Linked DNA regions of Hordeum vulgare: regions 2 and 3 are each linked to region 1. The links are chromatin contacts, called in public Hi-C maps. All regions are on one chromosome and are shown on one strand. The core of a region is the stretch at or near the end of the contact, and the rest is flanking DNA. Distances in the headings are between cores, read along the strand shown. Region 1 holds the start of LOC123398934. Region 2 holds the start of LOC123398946 (purine permease 3-like). Region 3 holds the start of LOC123398956 (purine permease 1-like).

What was found. Hi-C and Micro-C count contacts between places; a contact is called where the count stands out from the background.
Region 2: a contact with region 1 is called in a Hi-C map of leaf, with 10 times the contacts expected there. The contact joins the promoter of LOC123398946 here to the promoter of LOC123398934 in region 1. A contact is called at or near these places in 2 of 6 Hi-C or Micro-C datasets (leaf and seedling).
Region 3: a contact with region 1 is called in a Hi-C map of leaf, with 9 times the contacts expected there. The contact joins the promoter of LOC123398956 here to the promoter of LOC123398934 in region 1. A contact is called at or near these places in 3 of 6 Hi-C or Micro-C datasets (leaf and seedling).

The regions. Positions count from the first base shown.
Region 1 is chr5H:467,456,045-467,460,323 of MorexV3_pseudomolecules_assembly, reverse strand. LOC123398934 reads left to right here and starts at 2,692. Exons shown (of 6, transcript XM_045093377.1): 1 at 2,692-3,096; 2 at 3,807-3,897; 3 at 4,048-4,199. The coding sequence starts at 2,830.
Region 2 is chr5H:467,783,844-467,788,306 of MorexV3_pseudomolecules_assembly, reverse strand. It overlaps LOC123398946 (purine permease 3-like), which reads right to left and starts at 2,706. Exons shown (of 3, transcript XM_045093388.1): 1 at 1,637-2,706. The coding sequence starts at 2,389.
Region 3 is chr5H:467,945,699-467,950,346 of MorexV3_pseudomolecules_assembly, reverse strand. It overlaps LOC123398956 (purine permease 1-like), which reads right to left and starts at 2,157. Exons shown (of 2, transcript XM_045093394.1): 1 at 1,192-2,157. The coding sequence starts at 2,139.

The sequences.
Region 1 (4,279 bases), core at 1,443-3,942:
CTTAAGATTTTAGCCAAGTTGGGTTGCCTAGCTCCTGTTGTTACCCACTATGTTCCCGATTGTTCGACTAGGGGGTAAAGGGAGCACCTCTGGGATTTTTACTTCCGGGTAATCCGGGTTAGTACGTCAGACTAGGTGAAGCCGAAAGCCAACCATCTTAAGAATATAATCGGTCGGCAACGACGAAAGCGAAAATTTTGGTTCATTAAAGACCACAGAGTTCGAGAACATTCCCCGAACTGAATCCTCAATATTTTACTCCCACATTGATCGGAATTGAGGTTTCACGATCATGCTCCTCATGATACCCTGAGAAAAAGGAGCTTATAAATGAACTATTTTTTTGAGAAAATGTTTCTTACATTACACAGTACTCCCCCGTCCCAAAATAAGTGTCTTAAGTTTAGTACAACTTTGTACTACAGCTAGTACAAAGTTGAGACAGTTATTTTGGGACAGAGGGAGTAATATATAACATATCTCTCCGCGTACCTTTGTTTATAAAATCATATGGCAGAATTGCCTTGTTTGTCGTAAATCTTTGCCCTTATAAAAGCTTTATAAAGTAGGGCAAACACTCCTCGGCTACTGGTCGAGGAGGCTGAAGCCGATGGTCGATCAACAAAGTCTTGTACAATGCGGATCCGAGCATTGATGATGTAAAGTACTTTGGTACGTAACAAAGTTTGTTTCAAACCAATATTGATCCTTAATTCGACCACTTCTGCCCAAATTAAGACTCGGGGGGCTACTGCATTGCCTATTCAATGCAGCAAATTCAAAATGCAGTATGGTTTCCGAGGAGATTCGATCCTCGGGTTGGTCGGCCGCACCCATCCTGAGTCTCGAGAACTACTGCGGATTGCATTTGTGTCCCTAAAGTATGATTCTGAGCAAGAACTTGATCCTCATGTCGATTTTGCAAATCGACCTAAGTCTCAGGGGCTACTCGGATCAGTGGTTTTATTTTTATCCTTTGAGTGCATCTCGGGTTTTAGACCGACATGCACCTTGAGGGCTACTCGTTATATAGCTTGTGAGAGAATAAATTGCACCAATCGGAATTAAATTCCACAAAAAATAGCCCAAGGCCGAGGTGGTGCACCAACTAGGAAGCAGTCCAACATAAAGCTCGGTTGTAATTCAGAGTTGGAGCTCGGCTACAAAAAGACACTTCGAAAGCTGCCCGACGTAGAGCTCAGATACAATTCAGCGTTGGAGCTCGGCTGCAAAAAGATACCTTGGAAGAAATCCAGCATAAAGCTCAGATGTGAATGGCTGGCTCCATAAAAGACCATTCCGACATTTAAGCTCGGATGAACTCCTTCAAATTTTCAGAGACCGGGGTAATCTATGACACCTCGGATGCCGACTAGCGTTGGAGCTTGGGTGCAAAAAGACACCTCGGATGCAGTTCGGCGTTGGAGCTCGGGCGCAAGAGGACACCGCCACACGGGAAACACTTCAAACCCAAGGCGTGGTGTAAAAAATTACAAGGCATTGATAAAGGCCGAAAACTTAAAGGGGCTCCTCGGATGCCCGACGTGTGAAGTCTTCAGATACACTTCGTCGATCCTCAAGATCGAAGATGGGAAGATTTGTTGAACCAGTTTTCAAGACCGGTGGCCGAAGACGAAGAATAGTTTGGAAGAACCAAGGAGCGTCCCCAACTTGAAGACCGATTCAGGGGGCTACTGATGGTGTCCTGGAATAGGGGGGTACTCATCACGTCGTCTCCCGATCAGTAGGGCGGGCCGAGGACCCCCATGGCGGTTCACTAATGGGCTAGTTCGGACAACCCATGATGCATACAAGGAAGATTCCGCAAGACTTCGCGCAGAAGACAAGGACTCCTCTAAACCCTAGATCTACAGTAGTACATTATATAAACCGAGGCCATGCTAGTCAATGGACAACCTCATATTCATTACTACAATCTCATGGTAGATACATGTAATATATAGTATCCCCATATCAATACAATCAAAAGCAGGATGTAGGGTATTATCTCCTTGAGAGAGCTCGAATCTGAATAAAACTTTGTGTCCATATTACCATCGCTCCAAGACGCCTTGCTTAGGACCCCTACTACGAGATATGCCGGATTCATAATCGACAACCATGTCGGGGAATGCGTCCGCGGCGGCGGACATTGTCGGGCTTAAATCGTGGACGGGCAGGCGGGCCAGGGAGTGCGCGGTCGGGGTGGACAGCGCATGGCTCCTTCACCGCATGTGTGGCCCGAAACGGGCGGCGTCAGGATGAGGCGGGAGGCGCCGGGGCGAGCCGGGGCGCCAGGGCGAGGCATGCCGTGGCCGGAGATGGCTCATCGGGACGAGAGAAAAAAAGAAAAAAAAGCTATAGTGGAATACAGTTCCATTTACGGGGTCTGCTCTGCCGAGACAATTTCATACCGTAAAAACAGTTTATAATGTCCTTTATACATGCTTTAAGGGTTAATTTTTACGAGGTGTGGTAGAGATGCTATGAAAGAACTTATCTCAATAGGTTATGCAGCCGGTTTTACTCACAGTTGGGGGTCAAAGCCCTTCGTATCTTTTGCAATTTGCAAGCAACATGAAGAGCGAGCGTCCGCAAACGCAAGCACGTGTGCACGGAGGAATCACCGTCGGAAACGGAACCAAAGCAGCAAAAACACCTTCCGGTTAAGTTTAATCCAATCCAGTCCAATCATCACACGGAAACACCACGTCTCCTCTTTACATGTACGAAAAGCAATTACTCTAGCACTAGTACACGGCGCAGACGCCACGCAAAGCCCAAGTCCGGCGTCGCCTCCTCCTCCTCCGGCGATAGGGTTTCCTCCCGATGGAGCAGCCCTCCACCTCCTCGCCGTCGGCGCCTCTCCCGCGGCGGTCGCCGACGAAGGTCAGGCTGCGGCGCCAGAGGCTGGAGGCGCTCCTGCAGGAGCTCCGCCAGACGCTCGACGGGCTGGGCGACGCCGATCTCGGCGCCTCGCTCTCCGACGCGGCCGCCGACTCCGAGGCGTCCGAGTACGGGGACAACGAGGGCGGCGACGACGACGGTGACTCGGCGGCTTCGATGGCGAGCGACTCCGACCGCGCCACGGACCAGGTACGGATGTGGCGAGGTTTGGGACTTCGAGCCTGAAAATTCAGCACACGAAGCTTTAATTAGTTGCATTAATTGGCGTGTAACTGTTGAGGAATTGCTGTAATTCTACCAATTTACCGTTATTTCAGGTTTGTCGAACTAGTTTGGTCGGTTATTAGCCATCTACTAGATCTGAGTTGGGTGCCTTGTTTCCGGAACCAGTTAAAAAGTGCTTTGATACTTACTGTTTCTCATATTTGTATGTGGTTCCTCTGCGTGGTGAGTGCTGACTGGGACCAGTAAGGAACCTGTGAACATCTGGAGTCAGATACTCTACCATGGAAAGATGCCCTTTTATTGGAAGCAGGATCAGATGCAGTGAGGTTATCCAAAGTATAGATGTTGGCATCTGTGATGGTGGTGGAACAATGTAATGTGATGGTTTAGGCTAAACATCTTCTTAGTATTCATAAACTAGGAATATAACTGCCGTTAACAGGGCATGAGGATCAAGGATCAGTATAGCACGTGCAATCATTTTCCTATTTTGCATGTTATCCCCACTTTCCCCATTTAGAATGTGTGCCAAACAATCTCGTGTCACTTGGATTTATATTCTCGAGTGATATGAGGGGGAGCATGGAGAGTTTTTATTGTAGTTCGACTGTTGCCATGAAGCTGTTAGCTGTCTCAACGCTCTGAAGTCTGAACGGCTTGCTTTCACCTTGCAGATGTTGGATCTCCTTAAATCTAGGTTTGAATCACCTGAATTTCTTCAGGAGTTCCATGAAATTCAAAAGTCTGTATGTCAAAATGGTGCAGGTATGCCTCTGCCGAATGCACTTGTTATTACTGCTGGTAGTGCCTATAATACTCATGCAGTGGAATGTTGTGTTTCACATATCTTTTTATTTAACCTTTCTCGAAATAGAGTTGCGATACTCTAAAGTTCGTTTATGTTCTTTGCCACAGTTGAATTGGATACATCATGGGATGTAATAAAGGCGGGAGATGTGTGGGAAGATGATGACGACAACGGATATGTTCTTGTTAAGCCAGAGGATGCAGCTGAAGGGGTAGCTTTCTTTGTAGCCACATACTTATCAACACTTACAAAAACCAAGGTAGGAATGTCCTGCTATTTTCACTTCAATGTGATTCTATCATCACCTTGAAACCTTCGTTCCTTTTCCCTTATGATGTG
Region 2 (4,463 bases), core at 1,457-3,956, 330 kb before region 1:
TTTGATTAACAAAGAAAGCCTTTCCATCTGGCTGTTCCACGTTGGTTTTGGATCATGCCTAGCTAGTTTTTCCTACTCACCCCTTTTCTAAATAGAAGTCTTTTTAAAGATTTTACTAGGGACTATATTCGTAACAAAATAAATGAATGTATATATACTTTAAAGTGTGTTTATATACATTCGTATGTACTAGTTTATAATGAAATTTTAAAAAAAAAAACTTATATTTAAAAATGGATGGAGTATTACTAGAAAATCATGCAGCAATGTGTCTTGTACGACGATTGATTGGGGGCTGGCCACACTCATCATTAATGTCTGTCAAATTGTGTCGTCCAACAATTGTGCGTGACAGCATTACATTGAGCGGGCAAACAACTTTTTATTCCTTGTGTGGAGGACTGGGGTCTAGATGATTCCTTGGTTTTCTTCACTGAGATCGTGTGTTATCTCCACTCAGAGCGGCATCTCCAATAACCATAAGCCAGAGGCCATTCGCCTAATGTCGCCCTCGGGTTGCAGCTGCGCTGATGGCATCCATGAAAAGAGAGGCTGGAAAGCAACGGCCGCCTGTAGCCACCATCAACTTGATTCCCCTGGGCTCCGATCGTTCCTTGTACGAGTAGGACGGAACAGCTAGCGCCCACGTTACCGGGTTCAATATGCTCGGTCCGGCTCTCGTCGTTTTCAGCATGATCACATTCAGAGGCTAGGCTCACAGGCTCCGCCAATAATTCCTTGGGTCCAAATGGACGTCGCGGGATGTAATTAACTCCGATCATGTGTGTGATTGCTTGGGTCCAAATGGACGGCGCGGGATGTAACTACGATCCTGACTGTCCAGCGAGCACGTATTCACACGCCATCCACGTGAGGGTGAAGTCTGTCTTACTACCATAGATACTTCCTTTATCATGGTTAGAAAGCATGGTTAAATTTTATAATAGACAAGTTTAAGACGCGTTGCATTTACTCCTAGCAACTTTTTTTAAGGGTTCAATCAAGACTTTATTCACTCAAATTCCATAAATTGTGGGATACACGTCGGCGTGTGAAAACCATACGTGGATTTGGATCGTGCGGGATCGACATCCACATATGTCTCCCCTGATCCAGAGAATGAGCAAACTTGACTAGTCTATCGGCGTCGTGGTTCGCCGCTCTACCTTCAAACATGAAATTACAAGAGAATTGAATAGACCTAAGTTTTTTTTTCAGTAATCGTAGCTTGGATGTAACTCCGCCAATAATTGCTTGGATGTAACTCCGATCCCGTGTGATTGCTTGGGTCCAAATGGACGGCGCGGGATGTATAACTCCGATCCTGACTGTCCAGCGAGCACGTACTCATCACACGCGGAGTATGGCCCCGTCCTATTTATTGATGCCAATCGCCGTCTGGTCCAAGGCCAATCTTTTTTCCATTTTTCCAAGGCGGCCGGTGAAATCATCCAGGGGAATTCAAGTGCTGATGGCTACTGTCACGAGTCACGACCCTTTTCGATGCATGGCCCAGGCAAGAGAAACTACTCCAGTACCGTGGCGTACTCCTACTCTACTCCTAGTAGAGTGAAGATGGAGAGAGAGAGAGAGGGGGGGAGGGAGGAGTGATCGCGGAGACACGTGATATGGGCACCTGGAAATCGTTGTTGACGATCATGCCGACGGTGCAGAAAGCGGTGGCGAAGAAGCCCATCACCAGCTGCATCTCCATGACCAGCGCGTAGGTCACCACGCGGCCGCCGCCCGCGGCCCGCTTGTAGGTCAGCTCGATGAGCGGCAGCACCAGCCCGTACAGCGCGGCGGAGCCGAGGGTGAGCAGGAACCCCAGCCAGTACTGCCCCCTGGTCACCCCGGCGGGGCGGTCGGAGGAGACGTGCAGGCCCAGCACCACGGCGCCCACGGTGAGCAGCGCCACCGCGTTCACCGACAGCGCCGTCAGCCGCTGCCGCACGATGAGGAACGCGAACAGGACGGTGAAGGCGAGCTGCGTGGAGATGAGGATCGCCGAGGTGGACACGGGCACGAACGACAGCCCGTACGCGTACAGGAAGTCGTCGGCGCCGGTCGCCAGCCCGAGCCCCGCGGCCGCCACGAGTATCCTCGGCGGGGCCAGCACCACGGGCGCGCTGGGGTCCTGCGCGCGCCGGCGCAGGTACGACGCCGCCACGGGGAGCAACAGCAGCGGCCAGCCGCCCGTCTCGAGCCACGCCGACAGCCACTTCCGGTGCCCGCCCTTGCTGAAGTAGAGGCGGCTCAGGAGCGGCCCGCCCGTGGTGCCCAGCGTCAGCATGCCGCAGTTGAGCGCCACCAGGAGCCGCTGCATCGCCTTGCCGCGCGCCGGCGGCGCGGGCCGCTGCTCGTCGTCCTTGGGCGCCTCCACGTCCATGCCTGCGTTACGAGGGTGCGCGCGTCGTGTGAGTGCTGGCCTGCTGGGTAGCTGGTAGGATGGATGGCGTTTGTCTAGGACTCCATTTTTGGAAGCTAGTGCGCACGGCACTTTGGAGACAACGATGATGCCGGCCGGCCGGCTGCCTAGCTGAGGATATGAATCGAATAAGCTTTTGCTATATCAAAGCTGGTGCAGATGATCGTAACAGCTTGTTGGATGCTCCTACGTGCGAATAGCTTTGGGCTACAAAATACTCTACTTAGTAGGAGTAATAAAATATGGATTTTGTTAAATCACGTCTAAATGTGTCTGAAGTATTGCGCAATTAAGTCTTATTACCAGCTAAAATACTCACGCGTTGCTATGGAATAAAACAATATTTGAAGAGTGATGGCATGCAATCATTTGTCCTCGATTGTCACCGCCGTCCTCAAAGACGCGGCCAAAGCCCTCGACTGTGGGCGCTTCTTACTCGAGTGTCTAATGTCTTCGTCGATGAACGTTTCGGCAACCGTCAGCGTGTCGATGTCATGCAAATCATGATCGTCATTCACCTTGGTGAACACTTGATTGTCCATGTCACGAGCGTACAATGGTAATAGTCCATGTTGTAAGCGTTAGTCGGCCATGTCGTTGAGAACCTGCTGGTTGTCCCCAATGTACGCAACAGCCTGCTGGTCATCCTAGCCCGCGTGCACTTTCAAATTGATTCAACACTATTAGGTGCTTGTCTAATTAATTAATGTCATGCATAATTAATCCTATATAATGGGCAGTATCATATCACGCATATAATATTAATGTATAATATTATCTCTGTAGTGCATATTACAGTAGTATCATGTATACATATTAATATTATAGGTAGTTTTATTTATTGTCAATCAAAACACATAGTAATACAATATTTATTATGATATGGTATCATGATATAATATTTATTTATTTTCATTTACTTCTATATGCACCTTGTTGCCTAGTTATCTAGACGCTTAATTATCTGCTCGCCTAATTATTTAATTACATGTTTAATTGGAAATCCCTACTTTTGATTATCTTCTGCCATAATTAGATGCTTGCAAAAATATTTATTTATATTAATGAGTCAATTTTCAAATTGATTTAACACGAAAAAATACATGTTAAAATGGATCTAATGAATTACATACAATATTACTTGTCTACCTAATTAATTGCATTAATGTATTGATTTTCAAAATAATTTTTGCGTTAATGGTTGCGTCCCAACAACGACTATGTACGCACTCCCTTCAATAGTAACGATGTCAATGATTTTACGAGGAGATTCATGTAGATATTTTCATTTTTTTTCTTTTTCTTGCAAATAAGATCAGCCCTTGACAATGAAATCATGGGCATAGATAACTTTTATCTCTTTTCTTAAGGCGGGCGGATATAATTAGTCATGGATGGTAAAATATGCCCCAGCACCGAGGCCCAGGCTTGTGGCATGGAAATTGGAAAATTTCCATGGAAGTTCCTATTCAGCGCATCAGGCCCCAGGGAAGCTCCTTCGTACCCACGCGCCGGTGTGATGTCTGATCCATGCACACGTTTACATTTAGGCGGCTGCTACAAATCAGTCGGATGATTTCATTAAGAAACCATCCGCCTGTTTAGTCGTCCAATCAACACGTTAGGAATCATCAGATCACAACAAGCAGCAGCTAGCGCCATTGCAGCCTTTCGAGGAGCTCCAACACAACATGAGCAACACGAACGGCGTCCGGTGAGCTCCATTGGAATCCGACGGAGTTCCAGCGGATCACTAACACTCCAGTGAACCTCCATTTCAACTCTCGCCAAGCTCCATAGCAGCCTCGATGGAGCTCCATCGCAGCACCGACAAGCGACGAAGCTCCATCGCAGCACCGACAAGCGAAGCTCCATTACAACTCCGGCTGAGCTTCATTATAACCCCAGCGGAGCTCTCGACGGCTCCGAGGAAGCTCCATTGAGACTCCGACCGAGATTCATTGCAGCCCAAACGAGTTCCAACGTAGCATAGATGCTCCGACACTACTTCATTGCAACTCCGACCGAGCTCCAT
Region 3 (4,648 bases), core at 908-3,407, 490 kb before region 1:
ACATGCATTATTGTTGAAGCCATTCACATACATAAAACTAAACATTGTGAAGGTCGAAACTCTAACGAATCTTTTGATTCTTATGGCAAGAATATTCCATTCGACGACGCGAACAATGTGAAGTATGGCTACTACGATAAAGACGAAGAGCTTGACATCGAGTATGAGAAGATCATGAGGAGCTTAGTCTTATGACAAACCTTAAAGAATACATGATCGGAGGAAAGGAGTCGATACTCGACAATGAATGCACCGATCATATGATCAAAGATAAAGTCACGTTTCATGATATCACACCAAATCGTGGACAACGCAGGTATGTGACATTTGGTGATAACTCCAAGGGTAAGGTATTTGGTCTTGATAATTAAGGTGGTCATATCTCATGATAGTTTTATTCAAAATATCATGCTAGTTGAATCCCTTGGCTACAATCTTCTTTCCGTATCTAGATTAGCGGATTTTGGTTTCAGTGTGCATTTTACGGAAGTTGATTGTCAAGTGTTTCGTTGTGAATCATGACATGATCTTTACTGGTTTTCGTAGAGGTGATCTATACATTGCCGATTTTACAAAAAAATCCAAACCTCCAACATGTTTTATTGTAAAATCTTCTAAAGGTTGGTTATGGCATAGAAGGCTAGGACATGTTGGTATGCGTAATCTTGACAAGCTTATCAAAGGTCATCATATTGTCGGTGTTAAAATGTTATGTTTGACAAAGATAGACTTTGTAGTGCTTGTCAAGCAGAAAAATAAGTTGATGAAAGTCATCCCGTGAAAAACATCATAAGTACTAGAAGGCCACTCGAGCTGCTTCATATGGATCTGTGTGATCCCAACGTTTATAAAAGCCTCGGTAAAAATTCTTTTGGTTTAGTCAACGATCCATGGGTGAGACGTGGAGTGTACACCCTCCGCGTACGTGGCACTGTCTGATCGCGAGGTGCTCGTGCCTCGCGGTCCACGCGGGCCTATATATCGTTTTCATATTATCTTGCTACTATGTCAGCGATGGAAATTAACCTGCAATTATGCTACGTAGCTACCAGTACTGGTAGCTACTACTCTACCAGCTAGCCTTGAAAACAACGAGGTTGCGATCTTAATTAATGGCAGCAAGATCGCAGCAGCAATAGTGCATGCACAGTTATACGTACGAAAGGGACTTGCATCTGACAAGAAACTTACGTGGAAATCCTTGTTGACCAGCATGCCGACGACGCTGAAGGCCGTGGCCGTGATCCCGATTACCATCTGGATCTCCAAGACGAGCGTGTACGTGACGGCCGCGCCCGCGCGCGCCGCGTGCCGCGCCTGGCTGAGCTCCATGAGCGGCAGCACGAGGCCGTACAGCGCCGCGGACCCCAGCGTCATGGCGAACCCGGCGTAGTACTGCGCCCGGGACACCCCCGCGGGGCGGTCGCCTCCGCCGTTCAGCCCCAGCATGGCGGCGCCCACGACGAGCAGCACCACCGCGTTCACCGAGAAGGCCGTGAACCGATGGCGGACGACCAGCAGCGCGAACACGGCCGTGAAGGCCAGCTGCGTCGAGATGAGGATGGAGGAGGTGGACACCGGGAGGTTGGCCAGCCCGTATGCGTAGAGGTAGTTGATGAGCCCGATCACGAGGCCGATGGCGATGGTGGCGGCCAGGAGGCCGGCTGACATGAGCGAGAGCGAAGCGGCCTCGGTGGCGCTCTCTTCGCTCTGGCGGCGCCGCCGGCGGGAGATGAAGGAGACGCAGAGCGGCGGGAGCAGGAGCGGCCACCCGGCGGTCTGGAGCAGGCTGGTCAGCCATTTGCTTGTGCCGCCGTGAAGGTAGTAGGCGCGAAGGAGGAGCGGGCCAGACACCGTGCCAAGAGCCATGAGGAGGAAGTTGACGACGACGACGGGGTTGCGGTACAGTGGTTTAGCGGCGCCAGCGCCGGCGCCGGACCGCTGTTCTGAACCGCCGTCGGCGCCGGACCGCTGGTCCGAAACGCCGTCGACGTTGTATGCTCGCTGCTGCGGGCTCATAGGTGCTGTTTCTATCTCCATGACCATGGGATTGCTGTGGCCTAAAGCACACACACCTAATGTTTTGTAGAAGAAGCAAGCGCACGAATAGGCCTGTTTCTCACTCGGCTCAACTACCATAGACGTGAGTTGTGCGTGGGGTTTTATATATGGAAACACTTAAATTCATCCGGCTGATTTCTTGCCTCATTTGCCTGCCACGTGACCACCCACGTTATGCAGCTCGGTCAACTGCCCAGCCCCACGTACCGCATCTCTCCTCAACTAACCTTACCATCACGTTCTTCTTCGCCCCGCTCATACTTTCTTTTCCACATAAACGCCATGGCTGCTGCTAGCTCTGTGTGACCCCTCTTCTCCTGACTGGTGTTTGTAAGACGGCCTAATGTTTTGCTGCAAGCCTGTCATGGGTGAGTGATGGTGGCGCTGCCGCGTGCAAGGCGTGCTGCGAGAGGGCGTTAGCGGGGTCGTCAGGTTACAACATCATCCTTGCTGCAAGGAGTCTTAGGTTCTCCGATGTAGCGCCATGGAGCTGCGTGATGCGCGATGGAGCTATAATGAAGCTTCGCTGATGCTACGATGGAACACTCGTCCAACTGCCGATAGATCTCGGGCAATGGAGTTTTGGGCGCACTGCAATGAAACACTCGTCAACATGTCGAAATATCTTTCGCAATGGAGCATCGCCGTTGCTGTGATGGAGCATTGTCGGGTAGCCGGGACATCGTCGGTGCTGCAATGAAGCATTTATCCGACTGTTGGAATATCACCCGCGGTGCGACGGAGCATTACCGACACTGCAATGGAGCATGATCGGGCTGTCGGAACATTGTCGGTGCTGCAACGGAGCATCACCGACGCTGTAATGGAGCATGGCCGAGCCGCGGGAACATCGTCGGTGCTGCAACGGAGCGTCACTGAGCCGTCGAAGCATCACCGGCATTGTAATGGAGCGTGGTTGGGCCGCGGGAACATCGTCGGTGCTGCAATGGAGCATCACGGTGCTGTCGGAGCATCACCGACGCTGGAATGGTGCACGGTCGGGCTGCGGGAACATCGCTGGTGCTGCAACGGAGCATCATCGAGTCGTCGGAGCATCACTGCTGCTATCGAGCATATGCGGAGCAATGGAGCATCAATGGTATTTGAAGGGATGATCGTAGTAGGAGCATTGCTGCAACCCAGAGCTCGTCGGCGCTGCTGTTGTGATCAATGTATACGACAAGCTTCTGTTGTAAGGTGACCAACGACGTGGCCGCTGCAGCCTGAGGGTTGTAGCTGGTGCTCGCCGGCTAAGTGTTTCTATCCCTAGAGTTCCGTGTGTGACGATGCGTTGATGGCTAGAGGTTTCAGAAAGACGTGCAAGTTGGGACTAAAGCCATGGCATGGCATGGTCCAGTCTTAACGAATCTAGCGGCCCGAATCATGTCGTATTGACACAAATCAACGATGAATGAGGCGGCTTATTTCCTATTGGCATCATCCGGTTGACGCCTAGCAGGCACCTTTATATAGTGTATTACACCACAAATGCTTGAACTTAGCAAGGCAAGTCCATTTGGTGCCAAAACATGTGACATATTGTACGTTGAATCGATAATAAAACTTGACTTGAACGTGCATTTACGATGTTAATCCTGTTTGTATACACTCAACATGCTAACAAGACGTGTCAATGTGGCGTGGGACCCACTGTCAATGACTGTAAACACGGGGATGGAAGGACGAGTAGGGTTTTTGTGAAAACAACTTAGAATATTTTCATCACCAAAGATTCCCTTGATTATTTTCCTTAAAAAAACAATGAGACCCACCGTTAGGAAAATTACAAAGGAAAAAAGCGTACAAAAGAAGGGATTCGCAACCTCATACTAATAAGCAGAAGGTGATAGCCACCCGGCGAAGTCAAGCTTGTTGTCTTGCTGGATAGCTACATATCGTGATCCATATTTGTCATTTCAAAGAAAACCTAATGATCGAGATGGGGCTTAAATGGATTACAGTGATCGCGGCTCATATTTACCATGATAGTGTTTTTCATCCAAAATATTATATATAATTCATATTACTATTTAAATTATATAATATCTTTAAGTAATGCTTATATATATTTTAGAATTACATGAACAATATTTTAAGTAGTACGGAGTACTAATCTTTCTCGTAAGTAGTACATGAATATTTACCCGAATGCATGAATACAGCCTAAAAGAATATGAATATTTTTCTGAAATATTAATAATGCATGATTTCTTTTATAATCTGCAATTTTATTATAATTCATAAATGTTATTTTAAGTATAGAAATATTTCTAGAAAATAATTTAATATATGATGGGATAAGATGGACATTCTTGTAACACTAGTAGAAAAATGTCCATTTGTCCCGGTTTCAGAGGCCCATTAACCCCGGTTCCTAAACCGGGACTAAAGGGTCGGGACTATAGTCCCAAACCTTTTCGTTCCGGTTGACTTATGAACCGGGTCCAAAGGAGCTCCACGTGGCCGCTGCGGGGAGCCCAGACAGTAGGATCTTTAGTCCCGGTTGGTCACATCAACCGGGACCAAGTTGCATCCACGCGCCAGCATGTGGCTGGAGCTGTTTTTTTTTTGAATTCGGGAGGGTTGG